3 separate regions of the Zea mays genome follow, and regions 1 and 2 are each linked to region 3. The links are chromatin contacts, called in public Hi-C maps. All regions are on one chromosome and are shown on one strand. The core of a region is the stretch at or near the end of the contact, and the rest is flanking DNA. Distances in the headings are between cores, read along the strand shown. Region 1 holds the start of LOC100284697. Region 2 holds the start of LOC103626617 (protein CHLOROPLAST IMPORT APPARATUS 2). Region 3 holds the start of LOC100273715.

The links. Hi-C and Micro-C count contacts between places; a contact is called where the count stands out from the background.
Region 1: a contact with region 3 is called in a Hi-C map of ear, with 2.3 times the contacts expected there. The contact joins the promoter of LOC100284697 here to the promoter of LOC100273715 in region 3. A contact is called at or near these places in 2 of 25 Hi-C or Micro-C datasets (ear and tassel).
Region 2: a Hi-C map of leaf shows a contact between it and region 3, with 2.7 times the contacts expected there. The contact joins the promoter of LOC103626617 here to the promoter of LOC100273715 in region 3. A contact is called at or near these places in 3 of 25 Hi-C or Micro-C datasets (bundle sheath, ear and leaf).

What each region holds. Positions count from the first base shown.
Region 1 is chr5:81,152,638-81,156,456 of Zm-B73-REFERENCE-NAM-5.0, forward strand. It overlaps LOC100284697, which reads left to right and starts at 2,141. Exons shown (of 5, transcript NM_001157592.2): 1 at 2,141-2,351.
Region 2 is chr5:81,910,345-81,914,112 of Zm-B73-REFERENCE-NAM-5.0, forward strand. It overlaps LOC103626617 (protein CHLOROPLAST IMPORT APPARATUS 2), which reads left to right and starts at 2,151. Exons shown (of 3, transcript XM_008647021.3): 1 at 2,151-3,768. The coding sequence starts at 2,724.
Region 3 is chr5:81,579,441-81,583,068 of Zm-B73-REFERENCE-NAM-5.0, forward strand. LOC100273715 reads left to right here and starts at 2,151. Exons shown (of 12, transcript NM_001349926.1): 1 at 2,151-2,567; 2 at 2,965-3,169; 3 at 3,288-3,334. The coding sequence starts at 2,523. It overlaps LOC118471950, which reads right to left and starts at 1,941. Exons shown (of 6, transcript XM_035958885.1): 1 at 1,925-1,941; 2 at 1,474-1,498; 3 at 360-967; 4 at 1-133. The coding sequence starts at 1,941.

The DNA of each region.
Region 1 (3,819 bases), core at 891-3,390, 430 kb before region 3:
ACTCGAACTTGCCACCTTCGGGTTTCTGGAAATGCCACTCCGCTATAATTCACCGGAATGTTCGGTGTGCCATGCGGAGTAACGACTACAACACCAACAGTCGTCTGCAAAAGTGAACAGTGAAGCTACAGTGCGCGGACAACGCGCGCAGAGTCAGAGCAGGCGCCAGAAGGCGCACTGGACAGTGAACAGTGACTGTCCGGTGCACCACCAGACTGTCCGGTGGCCCCACATGTCAGAGCTCCAACGGTCGAACCCTAACGGTTGGGTAACGTGGCTGGCGCACCGGACTGTCCGGTGCACCCGTCGACATCAGCCTTCCCCAACGGCCATTTTGGTGGGTGGGGCTATAAATACCCCCCAACCACCACACTTCAAGGCATCCAAGTTTTCAGCCAACACATTCAATACAAGAGCTAGTGCATTCAATACAAGACACAATTAGAGTGAATCAAAATCTCTCCAAGTCCCAATTCCACTCAAAGCAATAGTGACTACAAGAGAGAGTTTTGTCCGTGTTCTTTGAGCTCTTGCGCTTGGATCGCTTTTCTTCTTCCCCATTTCTTGTTCTCAAGACCTTTGTAATCAAAGCAAGAGACACCAATTGTGTGGTGGTCCTTGTGGGGACTAAGTGTTCCAATTGATTGAGAAGAAAAGCTCACTCGGTCTAAGTGACCGTTTGAGAGAGGGAAAGGGTTGAAAGAGACCCGATCTTTGTGACCACATCAATGGGGAGTAGGTTTGCAAGAACCGAACCTCGGTAAAACAAATCACCATGTCACACTCTTCATTTGCTTGTGATTTGTTTTCGCCCTCTCTTTCGGACTCGACTTTATTTCTAACACTAACCCCGGTTTGTAGATTGTGCTTAAAGTTTGTTAATTTCAGATTTGCCTATTCACCCCCCCTCTAGGCGACTTTCATCCACACACTAGGTTTTAGGGTTTTCATGTGAGGTTGTGAAAAGCTCTTTATGCGAGGAAAAATATTTCATAAGTAAACATGTCAGTCATGTCAGCTAGATCAAGTGGATATTGTGAATTATGAACTTTGAGTCTGTGAACTTGTGATCTTTATGAACTTGTTATACTGTGAACTTGTTATATTGTGAACTTGTGATCTTTGTAAACTTTTTATATTATAAATTTGTGATCCTTGTGAACTTGTTATATTGCGAACTTGTTATATCATGAATTGTGAACTTGTGGTCTTTGTGATCTTTTGTCAACTTTGTTGTATTATGAAGTTTGATATGTTTATCGATCGTATTTTAGATTTCGACCGTTACCGGTGTATTTTCCGCACCAAACTTTCGTTTCCGATGTTTCCGAAATACCGATATCGTTTCCGTTTCCGGAGTTACCGTTTTCGATTTTGTTTCCGATAAAAAATATGAAAACGGTAATGATTTTAGTGTTTACCGACCGTTTCATCCCTACAGGTACGTCAACCGTGACGTGACTAGGGATGACAACGATATATACTTATTCGGTAGTACCATTCCATATTCATATCTATTAAAAAAATTATATCCATCACCCCATATATGCTTGCAGATATAAAATCTTATGCATACCCGTAACCGTGCGAGTAATTTTTTCCGTCGGGTAAGTCGTACCCACTAGGAAAAGTCTTAAATTCCAATATATCAATCACGCAAAATATTAAATAAATATACAAAAACAAGTTCAACTTTACATATAACAAATCATATGATTAAATAACTTAGTCGCTAGATAAATGATAGTTAGAGAAGTGTTTTATTTTAGCTAAGATGAGCTCTATTAGATGGTTATAATAGCATTGATATAAATATATTTTATCCATGAGTATACGAGTATGAACAGTACTAACCCATATATATGACGGATAGAAGTTTTTGCTCGTTAATATACTCGCGGATAGAAAAAATCATGTCGTACACGTCTCCATTCGTGGCTTGGTGCCCGCTGCCGCGGCGGCGCCGCAGATACGGGGAAAGAAAACGAAAAGGCCCAGCACGTGCGACGCACGCCGGCCCATTTAAAAACGAGCCAGGCCCACCGCGCAGCGCAAGAGTGAGACGGATCGCACGAAACGAAACCAAACCCTACCGGTCGCACGGAGCCACGCACGGAGCACGTCCGTCCCCCGACCCGAGGAAGCGAGGAAGAGGAACGGGTCGAGCCGCGCCCCGCCTCCGTCGGAACCCTTTATAACCGCCTCCCCCAAACCCTCCCTTCCTTCCTTTCCCCGCTCTTCTCCCACACAAACGCCACCGCCGCATCGAATCCGAGACGCCGATCTCGGATTCGCCGTCACCACACGCTGCCCTCGTCGCGCTCTCCCGCCGCCGCCGCTCGTCTCGTCAGGTAACGGCCGGCGTTCCCCCAGATCTGTCTCTCCTCTCTTGCTGCCCGTGAGCTGTGTTTCGCATGGTCCTGTCGCCCGCCTGCCCGCTCGCCCCCTCCCCGCCGCTCGATCTGGCCGCGGTATTCGTTCTGTGGGCGCCCTGATCTGCCCGCCTGCGTCGCGGTCGGATCTAGGCCGGTTCGGGCGAGGAGCCGGTTGTTCCCAACGTGGAGGCGCGACGAAGGTCGCGGTTTGCTATGCCTGGGCGTGTGGGAGAGACGTTTCTCGGTCGAATTTTGTTGTTGCCCTACTCTAATCAGCACGGGTTCGCAGGATTGTGTCTTTTTCTTCTGTTTTTGGGTGATCGGTAAGTTTCGGCTCCGCAACATATCCTTGTACGTGCTTCGAGCCTCTCATTCCACCAGATGTGCGTGCTTGTGGTACTGTTTGTTTGTTGCTGGTGCTGAGAAAGTTAGGGGCATCAAATGACCAAGGCATTTCGGTTATTGTGTGCTTAACTGCGCGTGGTGTCGTCTCTGTTCTGCGATTGTCAATCTTGTCCATTAAGTTGTGGAATCATTGTTCCGTCCTTCAGGTCACCCTGTTTGGTTGGTTGGTATGTCATGGCTTTCCATCCATATGTAATGGGAGTTGTATATGTTTCCAGTTAGCCTTTTTTTTGGTGGCTTGTACTTGCGCTGGGCTCAGTCTTTTAGTTATGCACCACTTTATAAGTACTAGTGCATTTTAGGGACCCCTATATCTAAGGCTGTCTCCAGCAACATCCTCTATATCCATCCTCTATATCCGTCCTTTACAGTCTCCTCTACAAGATTTTATCCTCTATATTTCCTTCCTCTCCAACAATGTCCTCTAAATCACGTCCTCTATACGTAAATACCTATATTAGAGACATTTTTTATTTTTTATTTTTATACATACGTATTTGTCATACTCTTAAATGTATTGTAAATGTTTTAGTTTTGCTAAACCGGTTATTTAAAGTATTCAAGTGGATAGAGGACCGTTTAGAGAAACTCTATATATAGAGAATCCAGCAGCGTTCTCTAAATTTAGAGGACCGTTTAGAGGACGCTGTTGGAGAGCATAGAGAACCGTTTGGTCCTCTATATTTAGAGTACATGAGGCTTTAGAGGTTCTTGCTGGAGCCAGCCTAACAGTATGCATTAGTAGTTAATTGAAGAATTGGGCTTGATCTTAATTTTCAGTCGTGCCATTTTTTGCTGTAGTGCTGTGCTGGAAATGTTACGATCATGGTTATTAAAGTGGTAAAATGTTAAAATGTTATGAACCAACTTTTCAACGTTTAAACGTTTAAACGAACGTTGAAACGTCTTTTCAGACTAACATAAAACATGATATACTCTTTTAACCTCTTTTCCGGAAGGTAGATGAGACACATATACAAGTTTCAATGGGAATATTCAAACAGGTAAAAGAAGAAACGAAAAGAAAACCATGTGTGGC
Region 2 (3,768 bases), core at 901-3,400, 330 kb after region 3:
TGGAAAACGGTACGGATCGGAATTTTACCCGTCCGTTTTTCAACCCTAGTTACAACCTTCGGAATGCATGGCTAAAACACTAAGGTACACTAAGTAGAGCTTACTGAGATTTATCATTTCATGACTTTTTTTTGCAAAGTTAGTACTTTTGGTCACAGATTTGTCACCAATTTTCATGTGCCAACCAACAACTTTTATGAAATACAAGTGTGTAGCAATCTCCTCCTCGATGGGCTAGTGACTTTTAAAAAAAAAGAGAGAGAGAGAGAGGGACATACATTATTTTACAACAAATATGACGTGCATTTGCTTGATAAATAGAAATACGATTCAGATACCCCTCCGCCATCATGTATTTTAGATACCCTTGTATATAAGAATCTAAATCTACAAATGCATGCCAGAGATACTACCAGAATCTGGAATCTCATTTCTCGACCCACATTTAGCTATATATATTGACCGCACTTGGTTGGTTGGACCCTATACCCCATTATTCTGGAATATATTTGTCCTCTTACCGAAATAGAAAAAAGGTGTAAATAAAAGAACTCATGTGTGTGTACTTCGTCATTCAGGCTGCTGGCAGCTTGCCGTGCTGAATCGACCAAAAAGTTCACAGGAAATGCCAACATGGCAAGTTCAAACAAATATAATGCCACTGTATAGTACTAGTATTTTTATTCCAGTCCACTATAGAAAGGAAAAAGATCATAACAAAAATAATATATGTTTGTTACTATTGGATGCCCAATTACATTAGTTGTATGTGTGTATATATATATATTTAACACCTGCTCATCGCAGACATGGATCAGGACAAGGGTGTGGTACTTGACAATTCACCAACAAGGAAAAAACATATGCATGGGGGGAAACACTAAGCTTCAAAGGTTTGCTTTTCATACAGCACAAGAGAGGCATAGCGACAAGCTGTGTTAGTCCAAAAGAGATTGCCATTAAGTAATGCTTATCCCCATGTTTCATTGGGCACTGCCGTCTCTAGAAAAAAAATATCATTAATCCATAGCGTGCATGCTTACAAGGAGACAACCAAGAAACAAAATTCCAATTAAGTTCTTTAAAAATACCAATGCCGTGAGATCAAAGCATTTGGAAGAGAGTGAAATTTGACCCGTCGGCGAGTCCTAACGAATTGTTGTGGAGAAACGGTACGCTATACATTCATGTATCTACCGCGTTCAGTCAAGATAACATACGAATAGAGGATCATGAATCGTTACCACCGATGTTTAGCGCGGCAGAAGAAGATAGCACAACGATATAGTGGAAGCAGTCGGCACTTCCTCGTGTACCAGCAGCAGCGACACATTTACCCATGCTCTCATGTTCATTGTTGATCAACACTGCAACAATATTAGTAGCATATCTATGGTATCCATCCGTAAACGCTACCCGCTGGTGTGTTAGCATCGCGTAGAAAAAGAGTAGAAAAAGAGGCGATGACAGCTAGGAGTCTCTCTCTTGTAGCATGTCGGTCTCCTTCGTATATAAACCCTTGCTAATGGACTATTTAGTCCATTGACATTCTCATGATCATTATTGCTTCTTACACCTATATAGTCAACAATCGTCAAAGTATTTCTTACAATTTTCACCAGCTGCGACCATCTCTTAGTGTGTATAATTCATTTTTTCCCTCCTTTTCTCCACACATTGGCATCTATCTTTGCTTAAACAAATGTGTGAATCACACATACGGTTCTTGCTACTACCAGGTGCCTTACTTTGTGAGACAGACTTGCAGTAGTTGGCTGGCATACACATACAAATAAAAACATCTTCAGTCATCCAGTGAGCTTCCTCAAAACAAAACAAAAATGGGGAGGATGGTGAATGTTGGGAGGTAGGGCAAATTGGTCTCATTTGTCCGTCTGCAAATCTCAGATGACCAAGCAAAGCAATCCCAACGACACATGTGCAAGGATGAATAAAGAGCACATATATGACTCGGAGAAGAAGGGCTGCCCAAAACGCTAGCTGTGGGGGGCCTGGAATGGCATGGGTCCCTCAGGGCAGCAGGAGACAGAAGAGAAAGGGACATGGTGAGTGAGAGGGTGGCTTGTCTCATCCTGTGGCTGTGGCCATCCTCCATGCCCAGGCCCTCTAAAACCCCACCCTGTACCGCCTTCGCTTGAACCCTTTCTTCCTCCTCATCCCCCAAGCCCCAACCAGCTCCAATTCCCCCCCCCCCCCCCCCCCCCCATACAATATCTTTTCTCTCTCATCCTCCAAAGGACCAAGAAGTACCATTTCTGCTCTCTCCATTCGTCTCCAATCCCAACACAGCTTCTCAATTCAGTTCAGGGAATTCTCCCTTTTCTTTTGTTTTGCTCTAGTGCTCTTGGCTGTTTACTCCGCTTCTTATCCTCTTCTCTCCACAGAAGAGGAGTGCATGTGCAGCAGCTGTAAAGACAGTATTTTTTTTTCACCTCATCTTCTCCCAAGGTGTTGTTGGTGCCCCAGGTGGAGGCAACTGCCAAAGTGTTTGGGTTTCTTGAATGTTAGGCTTTTTTGGGGAGGAGGAAAGGGCTTGATCGATTAGGTTGTTCAGCCATTCTTGCCCCAGTGTTCTTGGATTCATGGTCGTGGAATTAATCCAAGGGTAGCTGGAGGCTGGAGCTGCTCCATTTCCCTTCCGAGAAAACGAAGGCGAAGGCGATCGTTTGAACGGTTACAGCTGTTGCCGTTGAGCCGGTGCAATGTCGTCTTCCTGCATGCCGACGGGCCTGCGGCTGGACCTGGACATGGTGAAGGCGGCGGCGTCGCCGGGCGCGCACTCGTCGCCGCTGCGCCCGGTGCACTCGTCGCCGTCGTCGACGCTGTCGGAGGCGTCCAACGCGTCGTCGTCGGCGACGTCCGTGTCGCTGAAGCGGGCGCGCGCGCCGCGGAAGCGGCCGAACCAGGCGTACAACGAGGCCGCCGCGCTGCTGGCGTCCATCCACCCCTCCGTCTTCCCCGTCAAGAAGAGCCCCAAGACGGCGCCGCCGCGCCCGCCGTCGTCGCGGCAGCTCTCCGGGCTCGCGGCGGCGCTCGACGCCTCCTCCTCCGACCTCCTCCCGCCGCTCCCCGTCCTCGCCGACTCCGCATTCCTGCTCCGAGACATACCCGCGCCGTCGCCGCTGCCGCAGCCGCAGAGCCCGTCCGCCGCCAAGAACTGCTCGTCGCCGGCCCCCGTGAGCAGCGCGTTCCGGGACTTCCGCGACCCGGCGCCGTCGCCGGCGAGCCCCGACACCGTCGACGTCAACGAGCTCGGCGAGATCGACTTCGACGACGACGGCTTCGACGCCGAGTCCATCCTCGACGTCGAGGAGGCCGCGGCCGCGGCCGAGGGCCTCGACGGCATCATGGGCAGCCTCACCGTCGAGAGCAACAGCACCGCCGCCACCACGTCCGATGACTCCATCCTGTCCAGCTCCGGCATCCACCCCTACCTCAGGAGCCTCATGGTGGTCGGCCTCGCCGGCAGGTTCGAGCTCGGCCTCGGGTCCCGGCACGGCGCTCGGCCCAACCTCAACCGCGCACTGAAGCGGCGGGACGACGATGGCGCCTGGTGGATGTGGCCGGCAGTGCCGGTAAAGGACCTAACGGTTGCACCACCGACACCGCCGGCGTCAAACGCCGCAGTGTCACAGCCACAGCCCGCCGCCGCTCCGGAGAAGAACAAAAGCAAGAAGAAGAAGGTGGTGAAGGTGGAGAAGGTCATGATGGGGGCGAAGGGAAAAGAGGAGCTGCTTCCCAGCGCGA
Region 3 (3,628 bases), core at 901-3,400:
GTCTCCATCATAGTCCTCAAATTCTAGCATATCCCACTTATCAACAAACTCAGGATATTGTCTCTCATCATCATCAGGTGCAGCAACTACTTCTATTGGTTCAACCTCATCATTTGGAATAATATGATTTATCCTATTTCATAGGAAATAACGACTTTAAGAACTCATATAGTAGCCAACAATTATAGAGAGTAGAGGGTTATGCTCCTTGCCTGGAGGAGACTGTTGCTGCTGTCAAGAATTTGAGCGCGAGCAGGGCCTCTGGATCCGGTCGCCTCCACTGCTCGCGGATTCCTCCCTCCCCGCGGCTGACTTCCTCCCTCCCTCCCGGTCGCCTCCAACTGCTCGCGGATTCCTACCTCCCGGCGGCGGCTGGCTTCTTCCCTCCCGGCAGGGCGCCCCCACGAAGCAGCCTGTGACCGGAGGCACGGGGCAGCAGCAGGTCCTTGCGGTGGAATTGGAGCACGGGGCAACAGCAGGTCCTTGCGGTGGAATTGGAGCACGGGGCAGCAGCAGGTCCTGGCTTCTTCCCTACGGGCAGGGCGCCCCCACGAAGCAGTTCGCGGTGGAATTGGAGCTCGGGATTGGAGGGATTTGGCTTGGAGCTCCCCCCGACGTGGCTGCTGCCAAGCCGTTGAAGACGCAGGTCGCAGCGCCGGTGAACTGCTCGACGGCTGGCTTCTTCCCTCCCGGCGGCGGCTGGCTTCTTCCCTCCCGGCAGGGCGCCCCCACGAAGCAGCCTGTGGCCGGAGGCACGGAACCGCACCGCCGATCCGTCGGCCAGGCGCCGCGACGCGTCCGTAGATGCGAACCAGAGAGAGGGAGAGCTGGAGTCGGGCGTTGGGAGGAAGAGGAGATGCGGCTGCAGTGGAATTTTGCAGTGGGCCCGCCCTGTAAGGCACGTTAGAATGGACGGAGACGGCGACCAGGTGGATTGCTGAGCAAAAGGAACTAGCGTTGGGCAGAACTGAGGAGGAATAAAAATTAAGGGTAGCAATGAGCAGTGGTGCACAACTAAGGGGACCAATGTAAAAAACCCTTTGGTGATTAGGGATTTCAAGGGGATCCATGGGAAGGAATCCCCTTGTAATTCAATTTTGAATAGTAAGAGGATTTTTTCCCCTCGGAATCCCGGATCACTAAATCAGCCATTAGTGGCCTTCATCAAACTGAACGATTTTTATAGTTCATATCTACAACAGGTTTTTGTAGTCCCTAACCAAACAAACCCTTTGTCTATGAGTCGCAATGAAGGCCGAGTCAGGCTGATACCTGATTGTTTTCATCAGGTCGTGTATAATTTGAAATTTGTGTGCTGAAAGAAAAAGAAGGATTTTTAAAATCTGTCTTTAGTCTAACGTACTCTCTAGTAGTAATGGCTAATGGATAAAACTTTTAATTTTACGGGCACTTGACTTGGGTTGGGTTCGAGTATACTGCATTTCGCGGGTAGTATACTACAATTTTGTGTACCTGATAATTTGGGTATTTGATATACCTGAATTCACAGGAAACCAGCAAACTCGCAAAGTTTTCACAGAATCTAAGCAAACAATTTGTATATAATTTTAGCAATCCTGAGGAGTCGAGGAAGTATTTATTCCATAGTTATATCAAACAAAGGCTAAGCTAAATCAATTACGATGTGATTACATCATTACATAACATTTATATTGCCATTAAAGTCATCTGAACCATTTTAGCAATCCTGGGTCATCTGAATATATCATAGAGCATATACTAGCAAATAAAAAGCTATAAGTAATCTTTCTGATATAAAGTAACCTTTCTCTTTTTTTTTTTCTGAAATCGAATTATATTTTAAGATTTTTAATTGAATAGTACTTGCTGTCCATTTTGTGACTGACGTGTGACGTGATGTCTAATTCAGTATTTTGTGACTGGCGTGATATGTCAAAATTACCGTTCAAAACTGATCATGTTATTGCAACAAGCGGCTTTTTTAAAACTTGTTGACGGTTAAAAATTCGGTTTTCTAGAATCGAACTGCCGCGAAAGTTAGAGGTTCAAATGGACATTTTCCAATTACATTCACCCGTTCAGTCAGGATGGAAGGCTTATAGTACATTCCTCCTTCTGGGCCGTACCGCGCGGACCTTCAAAGCCTGTATCATGCTGCATCTTCCTTCCCTGGGGCCAGCCTCGTCAACTCCGCTTCCGGTTCTGGCCCATTGGCGTTGCTTCACATCGACGCGCCTGCGCCGCCGGTCCGCCGCGCCTTCCCCTCCCTTCTCCCCCGCGTGCCCTCCTATTCCTTCTCTGCGGCGGCGTGGGGAGCTGCATCTGCCTTCGTCTGGAGGAGTGGGAAGAAGCGCTGCCGAAGGGGTGATTTACGAAGCCAGAGAGCGGCTGGGAGCAAGAGTGCCTGGGACTGGGAGTTGAAGCTAGAGAGGCTAGTTGCTTGTTTGGTGCGCTGCCAAACCGCCCTCAACATCTGACCCGTCTCTCCCTCACTTCCACGGTTCCAGCGAGCGGCGCAACCGCGCAACTGAGCAGCTAGCATGGGGGACGAAGAAGATGATCCTGACTGGCTCCGCGCGTTTCAGGTACCAACTCGCTTCATCTCCCTCCTCTGCCACATCTCCACTTGAGGTCTCCATGGCTAAATCGTGGCATCTGCGGCGTTAAGCAAGTTTTCCTCCTCTTGGAGCAAAATCTTTTGTTCCGGATGCAAGATGCCACCTCTTGCCTTAGATTTCCACTTCACTTCTAAATCCCGCCCTTGAACCTCTAGCGAAATAGGTCAGAGCTCAGGCTGCAGTGCGCTAACTAAACCCTGGAATTCTGAATTTCGGTTTGCTTGTGGTGGGGAAAAAAAATCAGCTTCTGCCTTAAGCTTTCCAGAATTGTTTTTTTGTTCCAAAACCTATACTTCAGAGTTCAGATAGCTATTATGTAGCAGTTACCACTTATCATATGGATTCAAACATTTTTTGGGAGCAGGCACCAACTGTGGCACCTGTGATGCTTTCTTCTGGTTCAGATACCTCCCCTGAAGCTAGTCCTACAAGAACCAGTACATCTAGAAAACAAAACAAGGGAGAGAAGCACGCTAGTCCAGATCATGCACGTGATAGAGATGGTGCTTCACAAAATAAAAACAAAATCTCAGCAGCTACTAGAAGAAAAAACCTTGTCAGTAAAAAAGGTAGAACTAACGTACCTGCTTTTTTTTAGTACTATAAAGATTCTGAGGCACGACTGCTTAAGGTCTTGATCCGTATTTGTCACATGGTTGCTTATTGATTCTTTTGACAAATATGCAGAGGGGTCAACTATGGATGAAAAACAAGCTAATACTCCTAGACGCTTGGTATGGATTTTGAGTGTTGTTTTAGATTCCCTGTCTCCGATTCATGATATCTTGGTAACTAGGCTGGTATTGTGTTGTTGATTTATCCAATAAAAACGATAACATAGCACTATGTAATTCCTACTGTACTATTAGAGACTTGGGCTACTAGTTTGGCCATCAATGAGACTGCAGGTGTCATTTTATTGTATAGATTAACTGTACCTGTTTGTAATGTTCGATTTATATTGTGATATTAGTGATCAGACACTGCAAGTGTTATGCTTTGTTTTAAATTCACTATGTCATAGTAGT